Linked DNA regions of Mus musculus: all the other regions are linked to region 1. Evidence: chromatin contacts called from public Hi-C, HiChIP or PLAC-seq, Micro-C and promoter capture Hi-C data. All regions are on one chromosome and are shown on one strand. Each heading gives the region's core, a stretch centred on a gene start, on an enhancer-like site or on the middle of the called end of the contact. The rest is flanking DNA. Distances are from core to core; before and after follow the strand shown. Region 1 holds the start of Tcerg1l (transcription elongation regulator 1-like). Region 2 overlaps Tcerg1l (transcription elongation regulator 1-like). Region 3 has its middle 30 kb from the start of Gm30395. Region 4 overlaps Gm30751 (a long non-coding RNA gene). Region 5 overlaps Tcerg1l (transcription elongation regulator 1-like).

The links. Promoter capture Hi-C pulls out the DNA fragments that hold promoters and counts their contacts. A called contact is a pair of places that touch in the nucleus more often than the background predicts. HiChIP or PLAC-seq counts read pairs in DNA pulled down with a chosen protein or histone mark.
Region 2: a contact with region 1 is called in a promoter capture Hi-C map of second pharyngeal arch cranial neural crest, with 2.1 times the contacts expected there. The contact joins the enhancer-like site here to the promoter of Tcerg1l in region 1. A contact is called at or near these places in 6 of 39 promoter capture datasets (the HPC-7 cell line, hippocampal neurons, liver and 2 more), 1 of 484 Hi-C or Micro-C datasets (nephron progenitors) and 2 of 115 datasets of contacts at active chromatin or transcription factors (VIP interneurons and embryonic forebrain).
Region 3: a Micro-C map of embryonic stem cells shows a contact between it and region 1, with 2.0 times the contacts expected there. The contact joins the enhancer-like site here to the promoter of Tcerg1l in region 1. A contact is called at or near these places in 5 of 39 promoter capture datasets (frontonasal cranial neural crest, hippocampal neurons, liver and 2 more), 1 of 484 Hi-C or Micro-C datasets (embryonic stem cells), 5 of 115 datasets of contacts at active chromatin or transcription factors (embryonic midbrain, embryonic stem cells and stem cell-derived neural progenitor cells) and 1 of 9 other capture datasets (embryonic stem cells).
Region 4: a Hi-C map of cortical neurons shows a contact between it and region 1, with 1.7 times the contacts expected there. The contact joins the enhancer-like site here to the promoter of Tcerg1l in region 1. A contact is called at or near these places in 2 of 39 promoter capture datasets (embryonic stem cells and liver), 1 of 484 Hi-C or Micro-C datasets (cortical neurons), 2 of 115 datasets of contacts at active chromatin or transcription factors (embryonic stem cells and forebrain) and 1 of 9 other capture datasets (adipose tissue).
Region 5: an H3K4me3 HiChIP or PLAC-seq map of neural tube shows a contact between it and region 1, with 3 times the contacts expected there. The contact joins the enhancer-like site here to the promoter of Tcerg1l in region 1. A contact is called at or near these places in 3 of 39 promoter capture datasets (embryonic stem cells and hippocampal neurons), 1 of 484 Hi-C or Micro-C datasets (cortical neurons) and 4 of 115 datasets of contacts at active chromatin or transcription factors (VIP interneurons, embryonic forebrain, embryonic midbrain and 1 more).

The regions. Positions count from the first base shown.
Region 1 is chr7:138,395,447-138,399,100 of GRCm38.p6, forward strand. It overlaps Tcerg1l (transcription elongation regulator 1-like), which reads right to left and starts at 2,284. Exons shown (of 12, transcript NM_183289.3): 1 at 1,875-2,284. The coding sequence starts at 2,207.
Region 2 is chr7:138,244,912-138,248,426 of GRCm38.p6, forward strand. Tcerg1l (transcription elongation regulator 1-like) reads right to left here. Exons shown (of 12, transcript NM_183289.3): 8 at 3,461-3,515. Among named protein-coding and RNA genes, the nearest start is that of Gm51503, 22 kb to the left of the region's middle. Within about 2 kb of position 1,875, at least 15 of the 459 cell types and tissues checked have an H3K27ac peak or open chromatin away from gene starts, as enhancers often do. A contact at or near this core is called in VIP interneurons and second pharyngeal arch cranial neural crest, where this site is marked.
Region 3 is chr7:138,152,052-138,155,470 of GRCm38.p6, forward strand. No RefSeq gene overlaps it. Among named protein-coding and RNA genes, the nearest start is that of Gm30395, 30 kb to the left of the region's middle. Within about 2 kb of position 1,635, at least 20 of the 459 cell types and tissues checked have an H3K27ac peak or open chromatin away from gene starts, as enhancers often do. A contact at or near this core is called in embryonic stem cells, stem cell-derived epiblast-like cells and stem cell-derived neural progenitor cells, where this site is marked.
Region 4 is chr7:138,593,283-138,596,686 of GRCm38.p6, forward strand. The region is part of intron 1 of Gm30751 (a long non-coding RNA gene); the gene reads right to left. Among named protein-coding and RNA genes, the nearest start is that of Gm30751, 13 kb to the right of the region's middle. Within about 2 kb of position 1,994, at least 2 of the 459 cell types and tissues checked have an H3K27ac peak or open chromatin away from gene starts, as enhancers often do. A contact at or near this core is called in cortical neurons, where this site is marked.
Region 5 is chr7:138,208,026-138,211,721 of GRCm38.p6, forward strand. It overlaps Tcerg1l (transcription elongation regulator 1-like), which reads right to left. Exons shown (of 12, transcript NM_183289.3): 12 at 947-1,822. The coding sequence ends at 1,666. Among named protein-coding and RNA genes, the nearest start is that of Gm51503, 15 kb to the right of the region's middle. Within about 2 kb of position 1,991, at least 10 of the 459 cell types and tissues checked have an H3K27ac peak or open chromatin away from gene starts, as enhancers often do. A contact at or near this core is called in neural tube, where this site is marked.

The DNA.
Region 1 (3,654 bases), core at 1,034-3,533:
GGTTACACAGATACCTAGGTGAGCTAAGTAGGTCAGGAGGCAAGCCCTAAGGTCAGAAATCCTGGAGAGGGATTGGTGAGGAAAAAGCAGATGATGAGAGAGGAGAGAAAACAAAAGAGGGTGGGGAAGGAACCAGAAAGGTTTCAATGCATTCAGGACCTGTCAAAGGACTAACTTAAAAAAGAAAGGAAGGAAGGAAGGAAGGAAGGAAGGGAGGGAGGGAGGGAGGGAGGGAGGGAGGGAAGGAGGGAGGGAGGGAGGGAGAAGGGGAATGAAAAAAGAAAATGAAAAGATAAGGAGTTTCTGCCTTGGGCTGATGGGAAACCATGATGGGAGGGGCAAAGGCTGACTTTGGGGCCTTTTCTTTTGAATTCTCAGCCTCCAGTCATGGAGAGCACAGAGCTGTATCTCTGGCATCTCCTTCAGTGTGCTACTTTGCATCATTTCATTTGTCATTTTGAAACTATTTTAAGGAGTTAAGATTGTAACTTTTTGAAGGTTCGTTAAAACAGATTCTAGAGAAAAGAAAATTGGTGGAAGATCTCAGTGCAGAAAATAATACAGCCAGCACAGGAAGGGCACACAACCAAGTATGGGTCACCCACTAAACCACCCCAGTAATGCTGAGGTGGGGGAACACTCAGTGGCTACTGTTTCAAAGTCACATTTTTTGTTTGTTTGTTTGTTATATGTAAAAATAGCTTTCTGATTCTCCCTATCCTTATTTGGATAGTGAATAGCAGCAATATTCAAAAGACTAATGCTAAGATTTTTTTTCTGAAATTTTTTTTAAAAAAATTATTTATACAGGGTGTTTTTGGGGGATTTCTTGACATTATGTACCTCTAGTGGTAACACTCTGAAATGGCAACCCTCCTAAACATGGCAAAAGCTAGCAGAGCTTATCCAATAAAGCTGACTACTATGTGTATCACACATCAAGATAGGATGCCCAGTACAGCATGTATCTGCATCGTTAAGTCTAAGGAATAGCTTACGGGGAGTTTCATGACGTCTTGTAAAAAAAAGTCACAAGGTGGTACCGGGCTAAAATAATGAAAAGGTATATTGTGACAAAATGCTCATTTGAATGTGCTAATGGTATCCGTTTCGGCGTGAAATGCAAGCTATTCCTGCATTCAAACTCACTCGCACAGATAGTGAACGAGGAATTTGGCCGAAGCCAGGAGAAAGGTTGCACCACGACACCATCAATCAAAGGTGCAGTCACTTTTCTTTGCTGTTCCAGTCTCTGCATGCCAAACTCTTCTAAAGTAGGATCTGGCTTGAGGGAATTCAGAGGGCAGGAGAGGAATTCCCCACACAAGACGCTTTCATGGCAGGATTTCCAGGCTGCCTTCCGTGGCTGGAATTCTCTTAAGCACTGCCCTGAATCTATGTGAAGGAGTAGGGGGACCAGATCAGAATCAGAAATAGCTATTGATCTGCAGCTTGCTTTCAAGTCTGGTGGAGACTGTAAAAGTATTAACTTCGAGGCGATGGCAGCCACGGTTGTTGGCTGCAGCGCTCTGCTTGGAGGCAGCGACTTCAGGACCGCGTTCTGGACAGCGCCCGGCGCCGGGGAAAGTTGGGTCCAGGCTGTTTGGCTTCAGCCAGGGATGCGGGATCTAGGGCGGTCTAATGAGAGCCAGGGGAAAATATTGGGGAAAAAAAAAAAGACTGCCAAAGCAAAACCGGACGTCGAAGCATGAACTTTCTTGCCAATGTATGAATGCGCGGCTGCGTCCTGATGGTATGGAGAACCCAGGACAACCCAGGAACGGAGAAGAGCCAACCCGAGGGTCAGGGCAGCCCCAGGATAGGAAGGGACCCGCAATACCGAGCCTGGGTGGGATCAGGGCTGGAGCCGTTACCTGTCCGTGGAGCAGGGGATAATGGTGCACGGCGGCGTGGTCTGGCGCAGAGGACAGCGGCAGCAGGGGCAGCAGGGGCTCTCCCGGGGCTGGCCAGCCCGGCAGCCGCGGGAGCAACGGGGCGGAGGCAGGCTGCGCCGAGGCCAACAGCACCGGCGGGGGCGCGACCCCGGCGCCAAGCCGGAGCAGCCCGGCGGTGCCGGGGACCATCCAAACCCAGGGCGGTGGCGGTGGGTCTGCATTCATCGGCCACGGGAGAGGCTGCCGCCACCGGGGCTGCTGGGGCTGCTGTAGCTGCCGCCGCCGCCGCTGGAGCCTGGCGCCCGCCAGCATCCTACACCCCCGCGCGGGCGGCGGCGGGGGCGGCGGGCGCCCGAGGTGCGGGCCGGCGGCGGCGCGGGCTTCGGAGCGAACTCACTTGGTTGCGCGACGCGGCCGCTCGCTCCGCCCCTGGCCCGCTCTGGAGCCCCTCCTCCTGCCCGCGCCAGCCCCGGGCCTGGCGGGGCCCCAGTCCCCGCCCACAGATCCGGACCCCCGAGGCGGGGACACAGCGCGGCACGATGGGGTGCTCCCAACCCAGCCGGCTGATTTTTTTTCTACTGTGATCCCTAGCCCACTCCGTTGTCGCTACTGGTGGCCAATTGCTCTAGCTGACGGTGCGCACGGAGGGTCCAGGGGCTCCAGACCCCGCTTGCGATCCTAATGGCAAGCTGAAGCCGAGGTGGCTGCGCTGGAACCGGGCAGGTCCCGCCACTCGCGGAGCTGGCGGCCCCGGCGTGATCTACCTGATTTAAAGTGAGTCTAGGGCCCAGGGCCCAGAGGGAATACTAGACTGCAGACGTTGACGCCAGCTGAGTCCCGGACCCTTCTAGGCATGGGTCGATTTCTCTCTTGGATAAATATGCAAAATATTTTCCCAAGTCTCTAGAGGTTCACTGTGCCAGGAAACCCGAATTTTTAGTACTGGGTCTAAAGTCCTTTCTGGCTATCTGCTGGCTTCAGCGCCCTCCTTTGCCTCTGCTTTAACCCACAGACTCCCAACCTCTACCCTCTCTCTGATGCAAGGCACAACACAAGTGACTTCTTCTAGAGGGCTTGGCCTCGGTGAACTTGTTTTTAATCCCTCCGGGCACAGGACTGAGTTCCTTCATGCCTCGCCATAAGCTGCTGTGCCGCAAGAAGTGTCTGGGTCAAAGAATCTCTTGCTCCACTCGTTCCACGCGGAGCTTCCTTTCTCTAAGCCGGCGGAGCCAGGCTTCGCTCTGATCACAAGCAGTTTCCGCCAGGCGGCGCTGGTCCCAGCCCCTGTGCTGACCTAGCTTGCGCAGAACACTGGGTAGACTGGTCCAATGCCAGGTCTTCTCCATCAGATCCTCTGACATCAACTGGTAACGGCTTCCAGCCCCAGTCCAGTCCTAGACAGTTTGTGCCGGCGGCAGGGCACAGACTGTCACGTGCTAAAGAACCTGAAACCCTAGGCATCCAACTTCTGGTACCAAGCAGGAGCTTGCCAATGAAGCCTGCCTGACGGCGGGAAAGTGCAGTCCGCACAGCTACATCCAAAGACACACCTAGGTCAGGCACATACTCACCACCCTTCACCCCGTTCGCAGCCCCTCCTGGTAGAAATAGAAGCACCCACTTGGCTCCAATCAGTTTCTAGGTAGGGTTGCTTCCTCGTTTTCCTGGTTTGCCTACCTTTCTAACTTCCTCCTGACCTGTCACAATTTCTTTTTGTCTCAACATATGCTGATTTACATAGCTGGCACATCGCTACTTC
Region 2 (3,515 bases), core at 625-3,124, 150 kb before region 1:
AAAAGGTACCTATATTAGTCATTTTCCTTACAGCTGTGACAAAACACCCAACAAAATCAGGGGACGGAAGACTTGATCTTGACTCATAGCTTTGGGGCACGGTCCATCATGGCAGGGGACGCTTGATGGCAGAGGATGAGGCGCTCCTCACATCGTGTCTATAGTCGGGAGGTGAGCAGAGGTGAATGCTGGAGCTCCCTTGGCTTCCTCCATTCTAATCAGATCTGGGATCTCAGCCAGTGGGATGCTGCTGTCCATGTTCAGGGTGGATCTTACCCCTACAGTTAAACATTTCCGGACATGCCCTTGTGGATACATGCAAAGGTGCGTCTCCTAGGTAATTCTAAATCCTGCAAAGTTGATCATCAAGATTCACCACCAAAACACTCTACTTGATCTGACACTTTTATGGCAGGAGACAGTCAGCTTTGTACATCCAAAGCCACTAACTGCACCCCAAAATGTTAGAGGCAACATGACCTGTCATTTAGTCAACCTAGTGGAAGAAATCTATACCAGTGTGATGGAAATATCAAAACTATATCAAAGCCACAGTGCTAATGGTAACTAAAGGACAAAGTTCATCTATTCAGTGGGGACTGCTATTCCTGCCTGACAAAACCTGGCTTCTCAGGATGGGGTAAGCTGCCATTTATGCCAATGACAACTTCCCTATAATGTTTCATGGTTACTTCCATTTTGATTTCTAAACTAGATGACATCTTTTTGCTGAGTTCCCTCAAGTGATTCCATTTGAATTTGAAGTCAAGTCTCAACTCCCTAAAATAGATAGCACTCTCAAAGCAGGTCCAAACGGTAAAAAGACCCACTCCTCAGAAGGTAGGAAGTGGCAGGGCTGCCAAGCACCATACGTGAAGAGGACACACAGCAGTAAGTCAATTTTCTGGTCCTGGGGAAGATGGATGAGTTTGCATCAGGAACACATTCTACTAAATAGTAAATAACAAGCTTTCGGAAATGGCACTCACCAGGTAGTTTAAAATACTTTTGTGTTTTGAAAGCTTGTCATTGTGACATATTTCTCCTCCAAGGGAATTTTAGGAGAAGTATCATTTGCGCCTACATTATCGGCACAATCAATTTAATTCCATCTGTGTTTGAATGCCCCAAGTGGGTATCAGCTGTGCCAGAGCTCATCAAAAATGCAGGGGTGGAGAAGAATCTAGAATCACCACCATCATCATTTAGCCCCTGTTTCTATATATCATGACACATTGGGCCAGCAGTTACCCCTTGCAAGAGGGTTTTCAGTGCTCTTGAAAGTAGAAAAAAATGTTATTTATACTAAAGGGGCAGGTCAAGATTATATTCTGTAATATCAAATGCATATAGTGCCAAGATCTCTGAGGTGCCACTTGTAAAATGCAGTGGGGCATGAAGTGTCATGGGCACTGCAGAAAACTGTGTAGTAAGAAACTGCACCACGGTGGGGCTGCAGACACAACAGGGCTGCCTTCTACAAGGCACAGGCAGACAAACGAACCAGATCCTCTTTCAACACACACGGCAGGCCCACCCTCTGCACATACAGGGGAAGACTCAACTTCTGTGAACACAGGGTGGGTGGCCTACCCTCTGCACATCAAGGAACGCTTGCCTTTGCTTGTACAGAGCAAACCCACCTTCTGCAAACACAGGAGAGACCCAGCCTCTTTCTATACACCAGCTCAGAAATGAATGGTTTCCAGAGCTTCCTAGAATATGCTAGGTTCTCAGTCTGGCTGCTTCATGGCTACAGAACATTTTCCTGCCTGAGTTTGTTAGGCAGACACAGTCTCACCAAGGCAGCCCTGGTGAGGACCTGGTGGGCCTGAAGGCTCACCAGCATGTGACAGGCACCAGCCCCTCCCCTAGCTGCAGTGGATAGACATGTGCACAACTGCAGACATTGGAGCAGCTCCACAGGAAACATCTGTGCTTGCTTCAAAGTCAGTCTTTCATTCTGGAAGTCATTCAGATGATTAAAACCAGAATTAATGTGTTGATGTTATTTAAATGCCAACTGCTCAGAATCCGAGGCCAGTCCATGTCCCCTGCACCACGGGGAGCTTGTCTTGTGTTTCAAATGTAGGGTATGGGTACACAGACCAGCTGGAACAGCTTGGCTGACAACCATGGTGTGAGCATAGTAGCCCAAAAGCTGCCCTTCCTCCCAATTCCTAGAAGTCTTGAACCATCAAAGGCCCTGCATAAAAATCTCCTGTGGCCAAGTGGGTATTCTTGGACCCTCCTACAAAGTACAAGTGGCCTTTTAAGGGCAAGAGTTGAGGCAGTCAGAAAACAGAGGACTCCAAGATTTGGATGACAGGTTTGGTCCCAGGGTCACACAGAGACCTATCTCTGCTTCATGGAAGCTCACCCTTCACACATCCAGCGCCACCCCAGACTGGGATACAGCATGTAGAAGCCCAGGGATGAGAAAAACAGTGTTCGGACTTTTACCTGCATAATGGTTTTGTTTGCTTAAAATTTAGTGCATACTTCTGTAAAGCCCTGTGGGTTTCCTCTTGGTTCTGAACTCCCCTTGTTCTCCCTCCGATCTAACTGGTGCGTTCATTAGAAAGAGGAATCCACTCTAAGTTTCAGCTCTCTGGGAATGCTGGCCCAGCATCTATTTCCCACACCATTCCTTTGTTTACTGAAATATCTCAGGATGAAGGAGCAAAGAAGTGAAAATGGAAGCAAGATCTTATCCTTTGTTATGCCAAATGTCTGCGTCTTCTAAGGACAATTTTTGAGGAGGAAATGTTGCCAACATGCCTGACCAACACCTTTAACTTTTTGGTCCATAGCCTTCGAAGTACTGCTTGGCACTCCAGACTCAACCCCACTGTTCTCAGTCCACAAAGGTGCCTATCGCTCCATCCTTCCTCCCATCTGTCCTGTTCTGAGGACTCAAGATGCCTATATTGTTTAGAGTAGCCCCCTATATAAGATGTTAGGTATACAGAAGACAAACCAGTGGCCTTGTGAGAGACCATTAGAAGAGAAAGGACAAGTTTTCATCCCACCCTTGCAGCCAGGCAATGACAAGCAAACTTGATAGATTCCTCCGTGTCACTAAGTGTCATATGCGATTCTGCAGACAGGTCCAGAGTTTTACTTGCAGAGGAACGAACTTCTTAGACACGGGTTGAATTGGTTGCAAGCAAGACCCAGAGATGCAATGTCCAGCCAGAACTGCCTGCCTTGATTTAGTATCTTACAAAGCACAGGTCTGCCCTGAGCAGTGGGCCACATGGCCACTTCCACATGGCTCTGGAAGCTGAGCATGTGACCCTGAACTTCAGCAGAACAGGTGCCAAGAGATAATGAAGCTATATGCTTCCCAGTTAAACTATTTTTTTTTTTGCTCAGATTCAATGCAGTCAAAGTACTTTCTCTTCACAGCACCAAAGCATCAAGGGAAGACACAGTGGGAGAGAACAGTGCCACCTACCTGTTCCTCTTGGTTTTCACACTTTGGTCCTCACTGCCATCATCTGAGCTGGAAC
Region 3 (3,419 bases), core at 385-2,884, 240 kb before region 1:
GTTCTGGGCACCACACCACTATGAGCCAAGTGAACTTTAGTACCCAGTACTTTAGTTACCCAGTCTCTGATATGCTGTTATAGTAACACAACATGAGCATCACTGAGAAGTTATTTCTCTGCCAGTAAAATGAACCAGTTCAATCCAGATTAAAACATATATAAGTGCAGGCTTATTGGGAAGCTGTTCTAGGGCAGATTAGTTCACTGGCCCCATGGAGGTCAGGGAAATTGCCATGAGAAAGGAAATGGAGGCAAGGGAAGAGAGAGAGAGAGAGAGAGAGAGAGAGAGAGAGAGAGAGAGAGAGAGAGAGAGAGAGAGAGAGAGAGAGAAAACCAAAATATCTGGATTACATAAGTAAGAGCCTGTCAAGGAAGGGCAGCTCAGCCCCTGGGCTGGAAAGATTGGGGGTAGAGGTGGGGTGTGCCAGGTAGAGACTGAAGGATGCTAGGAGAACCTGGATGTCAGATCTACTTTGGTATGTAAAATATGTACATTGGCCATTTGTCCTGGGTCTGAAACCCAACTATCACTTAGGCCAAAATGACATCGAATCTCCATCATGTCCAACCAGTCCCACTTGGCTTCCCTTTCACTCTCAGGCTGAGGTATTTTGCCTCGTAGGTGTCCTACCCATGATTCAAGCAGCCTAATTCTCAGTTGGCTGACCCTTAAATCCAAGCCCACCTCTACTGTCTCTCAGAATAGTTGAAGACAGACTTACCTAGACACTTAGAAAGCACCACTGCGCAGGACCTACCCCGAAGTTTCTGAAGCAATCAGTCTGGTCCAGAGCCAGGTGACTCCAAATTCAGCCGAGGCTGCCATCTGTCTCCCTTCCCCTTCTCCTGATCCAATCCCTTTTCAAAGATTCAAGACAGCCTCGAGTTAGCCTGAGCTCCCTGAACAAAATCAAAGGTATGTGTTAGTGCTGTATCCCTTGCCTTTGGGGGTCAAATTCCATCCGTGTCTACCATTCTATCACTTTACATGCTGAGAAACCCTCTTCTCAGAAACTCCTATTTCCCAATCATGGTGTTCTGCCCCAGGACGATGTGCTTCTTGCCTGTAGGGCCAGGGACTTGAGAGTGATTTAATGAATCGATCCATCCTCCACATCTCTGATTTCTGATGCCTGAAGCAAGTTCTGGGGCTATCAACTCAGAACAAGCTAGAGACACTGGTGTGGGAGGAAGGGGTTAGACAGCCTCCTTCTTCATGTTCACAGCAAGTCACTCTGTGCAGACTGGGAGGATGCCCTGATGGAACTGCCATCATCTTTTTGGGTTGTCCTGGGAGGATCCTGCAGCTGGCCTGAAGCCATTATTCACTATACAGAATATAAAATGGTGTCTTTTATCAAGTCTGTTGGAACACACACACACACACACACACACACACACACGACACATTCTCATTCTTATTTTTAAGACACCAGATTGAAACTGACAGGGAGTGAATTTTGGGGAAGATGTTGGGAGAAACATGGATTTCACCTGTTGAGCTGTCTGAGTGCAAGGAATTTATAACAATGGCTTTGTCTGCTTTCCAACCAAATGCCTTTGGAAGCCCTCCAGCTGGCCCTTTGTGTCCTGACTGAGCACAAAAAGAATCTGGTGTCACAGTGAAGACTCAAGGAAGAGTATTGAATTGCAAATGTTCTCAGCAAATCTCTTGTTTGAGCAGCACAGCACTGTGGATCTGTCTAGGGCATCCCTGAAGAGGCAATCTTGAATCCTGCAGTGGACCATAATCCTCCACTGCTGCCTTGTGCCACAGGCAAGTTCTGGATGGTTCTGGGATCTGTTTGTCAGGAGTCAGGGAGGATTCTGAATGATGAAGGGAGCACTCAGAGCATGCTTCCAGGAACACCCACAAAGTCTTGCTCGTTTCATTTGGCTGCAGAACAATGAAGAATGAGAATTGGAGTTTTATGCTAATCAGGAATCTGTATAAAAATCTCTGTCGTTAAAAAAAAAATGCCCATCAAATCTGTTCACCCTGGTTGATGATGCGTCTCTGTTCTAATGGATGTCCCAAAGTTCCCAGCATGCCCAGGTCCCTAAGATCACTGGAAGCACCCTGAGTTTCCATTATAGCTCCTAAATGATAGGGTGGCTAGTTATGAACCATGTGGGTCAAAGGCCATCTGTTAATACAGTGTAGTTCCTGCTGAATTTGTTCCCTACCAGTCTCGTAAACAGTTCTGTGCATCTGGTAGAGAGTGAAATAAGAACCTATTTTAAGAAAGATTGTTTTCTCTGTGTTAATTGCTGTGTTGTAGTGTGAATTATATGTGAATTGACCTTGAGACACTAAAACATGGAGCAAAAGGAAGTGCCCAGAGACTCAGGAAATGATACCTCTAAATCAAAAGTTCTATGATAAGTGGATACAGGGAAATTAATTTGATATTTATAAGATCGTGAGTCTTCTTTGTGTTGCCAGCTACCAAGGGGGAGGTCAGAGGATAAGACATGAGCCCCATGGAGGTCTAGAGGATATTATATTCTGAGATTACTGCATTCAGAGATGCCTAGTCACAGTGGGGAGGTGCTTCCAGGAGCACTGTCTCAGGAAGTAGAGGACTCCTACAGGACATGATCAAAGTTGCTCACAGCAAGATGGCAGTGACTTCTCCCACCCTTCACTTAAGCATAGTAAAGTAGCATTAACTCTGTCCTTCAAACCAGCCTGTTCCCAGTGATATCAAAGACAAGACTGTTTCCGGAGCTGGTTTACAGGCACTATGCTGTCCGTGGTTTCACCTGTCTGTCTGGGCACTCTCGGAGAACAGGCCCAGACATAGAAGAAAAACTGAGACTTCGGCTATTCAGAAAGCTCCTCAGGATATCAGTGGTGAGCCTGAAGCCACCACTGAAACAGAATTTTCATAGATGGTTTGAGAAATGCCTATGGAGTTTTGTCATATCCTGGGAATGACTTCATGGCTTGCACAAACTATGAGAATCTGAACTAGCTTGTGATTCTCCAAGGAACGAGAGCTACTCTGTGGATTTCTGAATGTTAGATTCCAACACAAGACTTAGCCCAAAAGTCCTACATACATATCCATTTTTATAAATTTTTAATTGTTTGTGTGTCCTGCCATGAATCCTGAAGGCTATCAGAGGCACACTGCAGATTTTCCTTTCAGGAATATGTCCTTTCTCTTTTTTAATAGACAAACCTCCCACAGTGAGCAAGTGAAGGGACACAGCGACAGGTGCTAGGAGGAGTGTTCATCTGTGGAATCTTAATCCACTGCAGGCAGGGGAGTAATTAGTATAATCACCTTGGTAAACAGTTTGACATCAGTTCCTGAAGTCAAACACACATATGTTCCACTCCACAAACATCCCACTCCCAGGTAAGTACCCAAAAGTAATTCTCACTTGTGAGTGATCAGGGGCTCACAC
Region 4 (3,404 bases), core at 744-3,243, 200 kb after region 1:
CCTACCTGACCCTGCAAGCATGGGGACCTGAGTTGGATCCCAAAGCCTAGGCATGGTGGCACGCACTTGTAATCCCATATCTGGGGAAGCAGGCACTGGCTGTTCCCTGGGACTTGCTGGTCTGGCAAAGCATCCTAATCAGCAATTCTCAGGTCCCATTAAGAGACCCTGTCTCAAAATACCAAAGATGGCTGCTCTTAGAGAGCAACATCCAAGGTTAGGGTTAGGGTTAGGGTTAGGGTTAGGGTTAGGGTTAGGGTTAGGGTTAGGGTAAGGGTAAGGGTTAGGGTTAGGGCTTGGTCTCCACAGAAATGCACCTGCACACACACACACAAACACATACACACACACATTTGCACATACACAACAAACCAATTAAAAATAAAGTCCTGGGGGAGAGAATCTAAGCAGAAATCCCACCCGTCTATGAGGTGGACCTTCCCAGAAGCAGGGCTCACTCTGGGCTCCCTGCGCTGTGAATGTGGTTCGTCTCTACTGACTGCTTACAGCTGAGAAAATGCTGAGATGCACCAGGAAGGCTGCTTCCCGGCAGCCTGATTCTTTCACTGTCTGTCTTGTGAGGAATTCCCAGCTGGAGATAGAAGTAGAAAAGTTAAAAACTTGCAGACATCATATTCAAAACGCAGCCAGTGAATCAGGCACTTGGAACTAATAAGCCCTCAATAAGCGTGGTCCCTGCACTGACGGAAATGACACAGAGTGCCACAAAGCATAAAAAGTCTCCTTCCGAGGCAGGAGCTGACAGTTCCCATAAAACGCAGTGCTTTGAAAAAGTGCGGTGTCAATCACAAGCAAGTGCCTGACAAATCCTCGGGATACCATATTTTCTTTACTGTGGAAAAGAAATCAAAGGAGCTGGATTTGCCAGGAACCCCCATTACCCTAAAGAGACTTAAAATGAAAACCTTCAAGGCACAGCCCAGAGTCCATGTGCTTGTGAGCTGGAGGCACAGATACTACCATCTCACCTTTGGAGGGTATCCCTGAATGCCTTCAAGAATCCGGCATCAGTCCCTGTAAAGCAGGAGCCAGCCAGCTCCCACAGTGGAGGATAGTCATGCCCCTTTCTCTATGCTCCATGGACCAGTCGTGCTTTAGAGGGGTAATGAGCAGAGGTCCAAGACCCCTCTTCAGGAGCAAGTAGGTGGAAGGTTCTACTCCTTGTCCTTAAAGGTATATGCGATGGTAAGAGACAGTGGGGATTCTAGGAAGTCCCTAAGTGCTTGGAGCTAATAAAAACTTTAATGCCGTAACTATGTAGAGAATGGTGTTAAATTTACAAACAGTGAATTTATATTTCAGTGAGGAGTAATGATAGAAACAACTGTAAGTATGCCTAATGCAGAAATCCATGAATTCCTTGTAAAAACCTTTCATTGCTCCTAGTCTGGGTGCAACTAGAGCCGTAAGGAATGACTTGGGAAAGAATCCATAGTCCACATTATACATACAGCCCCAGCCTTTGGATGGGACTCTGGCAAACACAATAAATTCCATTTCAATGCACCATTTAAATAACACTTTCACATACCCTGCAGGGGAAAAAACCCCATCCCTCTGTAACAATAAAGACCATAGAACAGCAGATACCCAGAAAAATGGTCTTTAACTTACTAACAGTTCACTAGGCATCCTGGTGGGCTTGATCCCAAGGGAGCCTGGCTCTGCCACAGCCACCCCAGCTCTGAGAGGTTATGTGAGCCAAATGAAATTGTTCCCAGAAATGTTATCCACAAGGAGCCTACAAGAAACAAACTCAGATCTCTGAGCTGTGATGTGTGTTAAAGGCAAAACAGGGGTCACCGACACAGTGAGAAGGTGAGCAAGCCACGCCTGACTTAGAACAGTGGAGAAGGCTTTAGACGTTACAACAGTCTTTTTTATCACTGGGGTGGTTGGGAGGACGCAGCATGGTTCAGAGCTGAAGTTTCTCAGCTCATGATGATCAGGAACAGGTTCTGTGATTACTTTCAACACAGCACACAGCAACACATTTCTAAGAGCTAAAATCAGGCCTGGTCTGATTTCCTGGGTTGCTGGGTTACAAAATGAGCTGGGGCTGCATTCGCAGACACTGCGGATTCCTTAAATGAAAAGTGGAGAAATGGCTGGGGACAAAAGGAGAGCGGGTGTATGACATGGACATTGAATTTCAAGGACTCAAAAGCACCAGTGCCCTAATCATCTCTTGTCAGGAATAGCAAGTCCTATCCCTCACCAGACTGCAGTAATTTTTAATTAATTAATTAATTAGTTAGTTAATTAATTAATTAATCTATTTATATCCAAATGTTACCCTCCCTCCTCCTACCCTGGGGTATCAAGTCTCTACAGGATTAGGCACATCCTTTCCCACTGAGGTCAGACAAGGCAGCCCTCTGCAGTATTGTAAAGGATGGTTGGTCTCTTGCCCTGTTACTCTCATCTCCAGTTCCTTTGGAGCACATTCTCTTCTTGACCTAGGAAGCTAATAATAGCGCCAAACCCAAGAGAAGAAAATGTGTTTACCAAAAGGTGACGGTCAGGCTGACTGACCTATATCAGAAATAAAACTCAGAGAACAATGAGTCTCGGACAGGACAGAGGGACTCGTTCCGATGAAGTCTGACTCAGAAAACCACTAGTTCACCTGACCCACTGGTTGATCCAAAACTGATTTCTCTCAATTAAATTTGAGAGGTCAGGCATCTTATGGAAGGGTGAGGAAAAGAGATCAAAACCTCTGAAACATGTCAGGACAGTGTCACTTGAGACGGCAGGTCTCCTGAAGATGACATCTCTGGAAGAATATTGTCACAGCTCTGAATATGAAGCATTGGGAGCCTTAATCTGGGAGTAGTCATGTGGGTGACTTCCTGCAGGATTCCTTCCATTGTTGCCATCACCCTAGGGCCTAGATGTCATAACCTTGCCCACAGCTGGTGCAGAGAGCCAAGATGGCTGAAGAGCCAGGTCCTAAGCTGCCAAGCACCTTGAGGGTGCAGCTGTCTGACCGGGGATCCCTCTATGGTCCCATGTGTGTCAGAAGAGGTCTTTCTGGGAACACACTGCCTGCTAAAAGAGCCAACCTGCATGATGTCCAAAGATGTTTTCTGACTTTTTCCTAAGATTGGTGGTCTGTGGCACCCTGACCCTGTATTACAAGAATCCTTGGGACCAACTGATGCAGGAAACTTCCAAGCACAGGGTCAAAGAACGCTGGGGGCTGTTTGGCACAAGTTCTCATGCAGACATGCTTCACACTGGAGGGAAGGCTGAAGGGTGACATGAGGCCTGATGGAGATCTCTCTCCCGCAAAGGATGGACATCAAAGGTGACTGATGGGGTGCAGGATGCCTGTTGGGGACCTTTTTAGGCTGGATTAAAGGATGCAGCAAGAGGCA
Region 5 (3,696 bases), core at 741-3,240, 190 kb before region 1:
CCACATTAGAGGGGCAAGTCCAGAACTGGGAGTGAGTGAACTAATGGTTCCAGAGGTGCTCAGACCCATCCCTATCCCCACTCTTTCCACTTGACAGGGCATACTTACTTACATTACACTATGCCGGGTGGGTAAGAGACATTTAAGAACTCCATTCAGGCTGCAGGTATGGTATTCTGTGTTCAAGTTACCAATCTCACTGGGCAAATGAGTTCTCCGTGGCATTTATGTGGAAATGAGAACTGCTTTTATCCAAATGCAAAGGCCCTGGAGGATCCACCCTCCAAGCACCACCCCCCGCACCCCCCACTAAAGCCTCCAGTATTTCTCTAGCCCCTGTCCCAAAGGCTCAGAAGACAGCATCTCCTAGTGGCAGCAACACCCCCACCTGATACCTTGCCAAGGCAGATTGGAATAGAGTTTTCCCAATGAGACAGAGACACATGAGTGGTTCTCCTAGGCTCTGGGGTGAAATTCCACCAAGTTTTTTTTACCAGCATGCCCATACTTAACTTATCTGCCTCTCACCAAGTCAGGTTGTACCACAGCCATGGTCTAAGGCCTCTGTTCAGATAGGGAATAGCTGTTCTAACCAGATCTGTCATTAGTTTCTGGACCTAGACCTCATAACCTCAGACACCTGTGGCATTACAATTCTTTCTCTAAAACCTCCTGTTAAAGTCACAGGGTGGTCTCCAGGTACGACTGTTCGCTGGCACATTGACTTGGCACCAGTCCCTCCAAAGCCTTACTGGAAAGCTTATCATCTCCGAGGTCGGGGCCAGTTAGGCTATAGATCCGCTGCTATAGGGAGTCAGAGTCTGGTCCAGTACCCTGACATGGCATGGCATGCACTTACCTCCATCTGCCATCTTTTGAAACTGGAAGTCTTTATTTGATTCATTTTTGCTGTCTAAGACAGTGAGGCATGCCTCAGTCAGAAAACATGCTGGTTTAAAATATTTATTGGTTAAAAAAAATGTAAAATTTTTATACAAAGATGATGAGAAAAATCTCATGCAAACTCTGGGCACACAATAAAAATAACTCAAATAGTAATATGATGATTTTGTACAAAATAATTCTTCTTAAGAAGGACCTCTGACAGCCAGCATGGCTCCCTTCTCCTGGTGGGGATACACCTTCAGAGAAGCCAGTCACTCTTAGTCACCTGCAAGTGATCACGATTCACAAGGGTGTCAAATGTCCGGTTGTCACTGTGATGAATAATGGAACCCATTTCTACTACTCAGGAAACAAGGGGCCTTGATCTAGGAACACCACGGGAGGCCTGCACAAAAGGGGGGTGATTCACAAAACTCTAGAAGTTCTAGACAGTCCTGTGGAGTGGAGGCAACACCTCGAGACGATTATCCGCATTTCCTGCTGCTGCTTTGCCACAGACCTGCAGTGGGTTTGTAATTTGTGTATATTACAAGTAATTTGCATAATTAAAACACTTAAAGACTCGACATCTCATGGCAATTAGAAATGCATCAAACGGGGAACAATGTACAAAAGAGGGAGCTTCAATATGAAACAGTAATTCTCTGAGAACACCTGCACCCCTGGCTGCCTGGAATGGGCAGAGCAGCCGGCCACTGCCACCTAAGTTCCTCCAAGCGCACACTCAGCTGCCTGCTGTCATACCGTGTTTGCACGGACTCATCTCATCTTCCGGAGCCTTAGTCTGTTTTCCTTGTCCCGTTTTTTTAGGATAAGTATGAACTGGTTGAAAAAGTGCTCCTGATCCTTTCGCTTCTGAACAAGACGAAACCTCTGATCACGGCCGTGTTTCTCTGCAAACTCTTTAAATGTGGTCCTGAAAGATAAGGACAGTTATTTCTGTGACTTCTTCCCAGAGAATGAGTCCTGTTTTACTTCAGCATGACAAGCAAGCTCCCAGGGACAGAACCTCTACAGGCCAATGGGCTTTGAGGGCCTGGGTTCTGCAGGGCTGCAACCTGACTCCACTTACATATCTCTGGTCTCCGGAGGAGGCCTATCTCTGATGCTGCTGTTGCCACCAAAGCATCTGTTCTCACTGAGCCTCCTCCTGCTACAGGGCTCCACATGTACTGGAGCTGTGCAGCAAAGAAAGCCTTCCCTCTTTTCTTCCCCTAGTTGGTACCCACTCTTTCTTGGGAACCCTTGGCTGTTTTGGGAATCTAGTGTTCTCTAGAGACCCAGAGAGTTCTGAGGCAGTCTTTTGGGTCCCTTAACATGGAATTTAATTAGACCCTCCTGAACTGGGTAAAGACACCACTGTCAGCTTGGCTCTTTACTCTCTGATGACATTGAGAGTCTAATCATGGCTGGCAGGTAGGGAGTTCTTGGTTCTCCCTGCAGAAAACCTCCTGTTGCCAAACCAGGGATCTTCTGGAGGAAACCATAGAGCCCTCCACTACCTGATTGTGGAGACAGTCCTATCAATCCTAGGAGCTTAAGGGGTCATAATAGTGCCAGGTCTTTGGAGCAGTGTCAGAACCTTTAGAAGCAGTGGTCCCAACCTGCCCAGATCCCACACAGAGCTTCCAGGAATGTCAGCTATGGAGTGGCCAAGAGCCCAGGATCTGGCACTAGCCAATCAGCCTTCCTCCCAGACACAGCTTTGCTATGCTTGTCACCTAGAGTCCCCATTGTGGAGGATGGTTGGCTCTGAGACTCAGTGTGCATAGGAAATCACTCTTTGCTCAGGAAACCCTTGCCGTTCTTGCTCATTATCTTTATAAAGAAGTTTACATTTCCTCCACACAGCCAATTACCGTGTTAAATTATTGCAGCTTACAGCCTTTTATGGACAAAAGACAAGCATAGAGAGACATGGTTGTTAAAAGGGTGGCCCTAGGATTTGGTTCCCCATCGTCCCCTTTCTTTCTGCATCCAGCTGCCAGCTGCTTGCTCTGCCTACAGGGGCATTTCCTTGATGGGTCCTCTGAAAGGAACGCTTCTTCCTCAGGTTTCCCTTGTCTTCACTTCTGTCCCTCCTCCTCCATCTCCCCAGCCCTGCTTCTTCCTCTGGTTGTTGCAGCTACAGCTAGCATTGCACTTCTGTTAAGGCCTCTTCAAGGTTGACAGGCAAGGAAAAGGAGGAAAAATGACAGCCCAGTGTGCCTCAGCCACGTAGAGGGGTGGATCTGGCTTTCTGCTGGCTCCAGGGAGCACAAGAAGTCACTGAAGTGACAGGCATTCACCTGTGGCCATGCCCTGATGAACAAAGATGGCACCAGCATTCACTGTGCATCCCTAGGTGACCACATCCAAGCAGAGAGGTATGTGCACTAGGCTATGAGACTGGTCCATGGATACTGTTCTCATGAGGGACCTGAGACAGATCACCAGGGGCAGCTTGAACAATAACCAAGAGTACTAGAGACTGGAGTAGCTACTGCTGAAAACACCCTAAGGAGCCTGAGCTAACTCCATCTTACCCCAAGATTGAGCTGTCTACATATTGGGAGGGCAAGGTGATAGTGAGGGAGGAGAGAAGAAACTTCTAAGGGCAGATCTGTCTACATTGAAGATTATAAACAGCTTTGTAATTATGAAAGTAATACATGCCAAGGATGTTTTTATAATATTTTAATATGTTCCACTGAAGTAAGCATTTTAGTGTCTGCGTGTTTCCTGTAAGTCACATTGTATCCCTTAAACATGCAGTAACATTTACCTACAGCATAGGTGAAGAGGAAATCT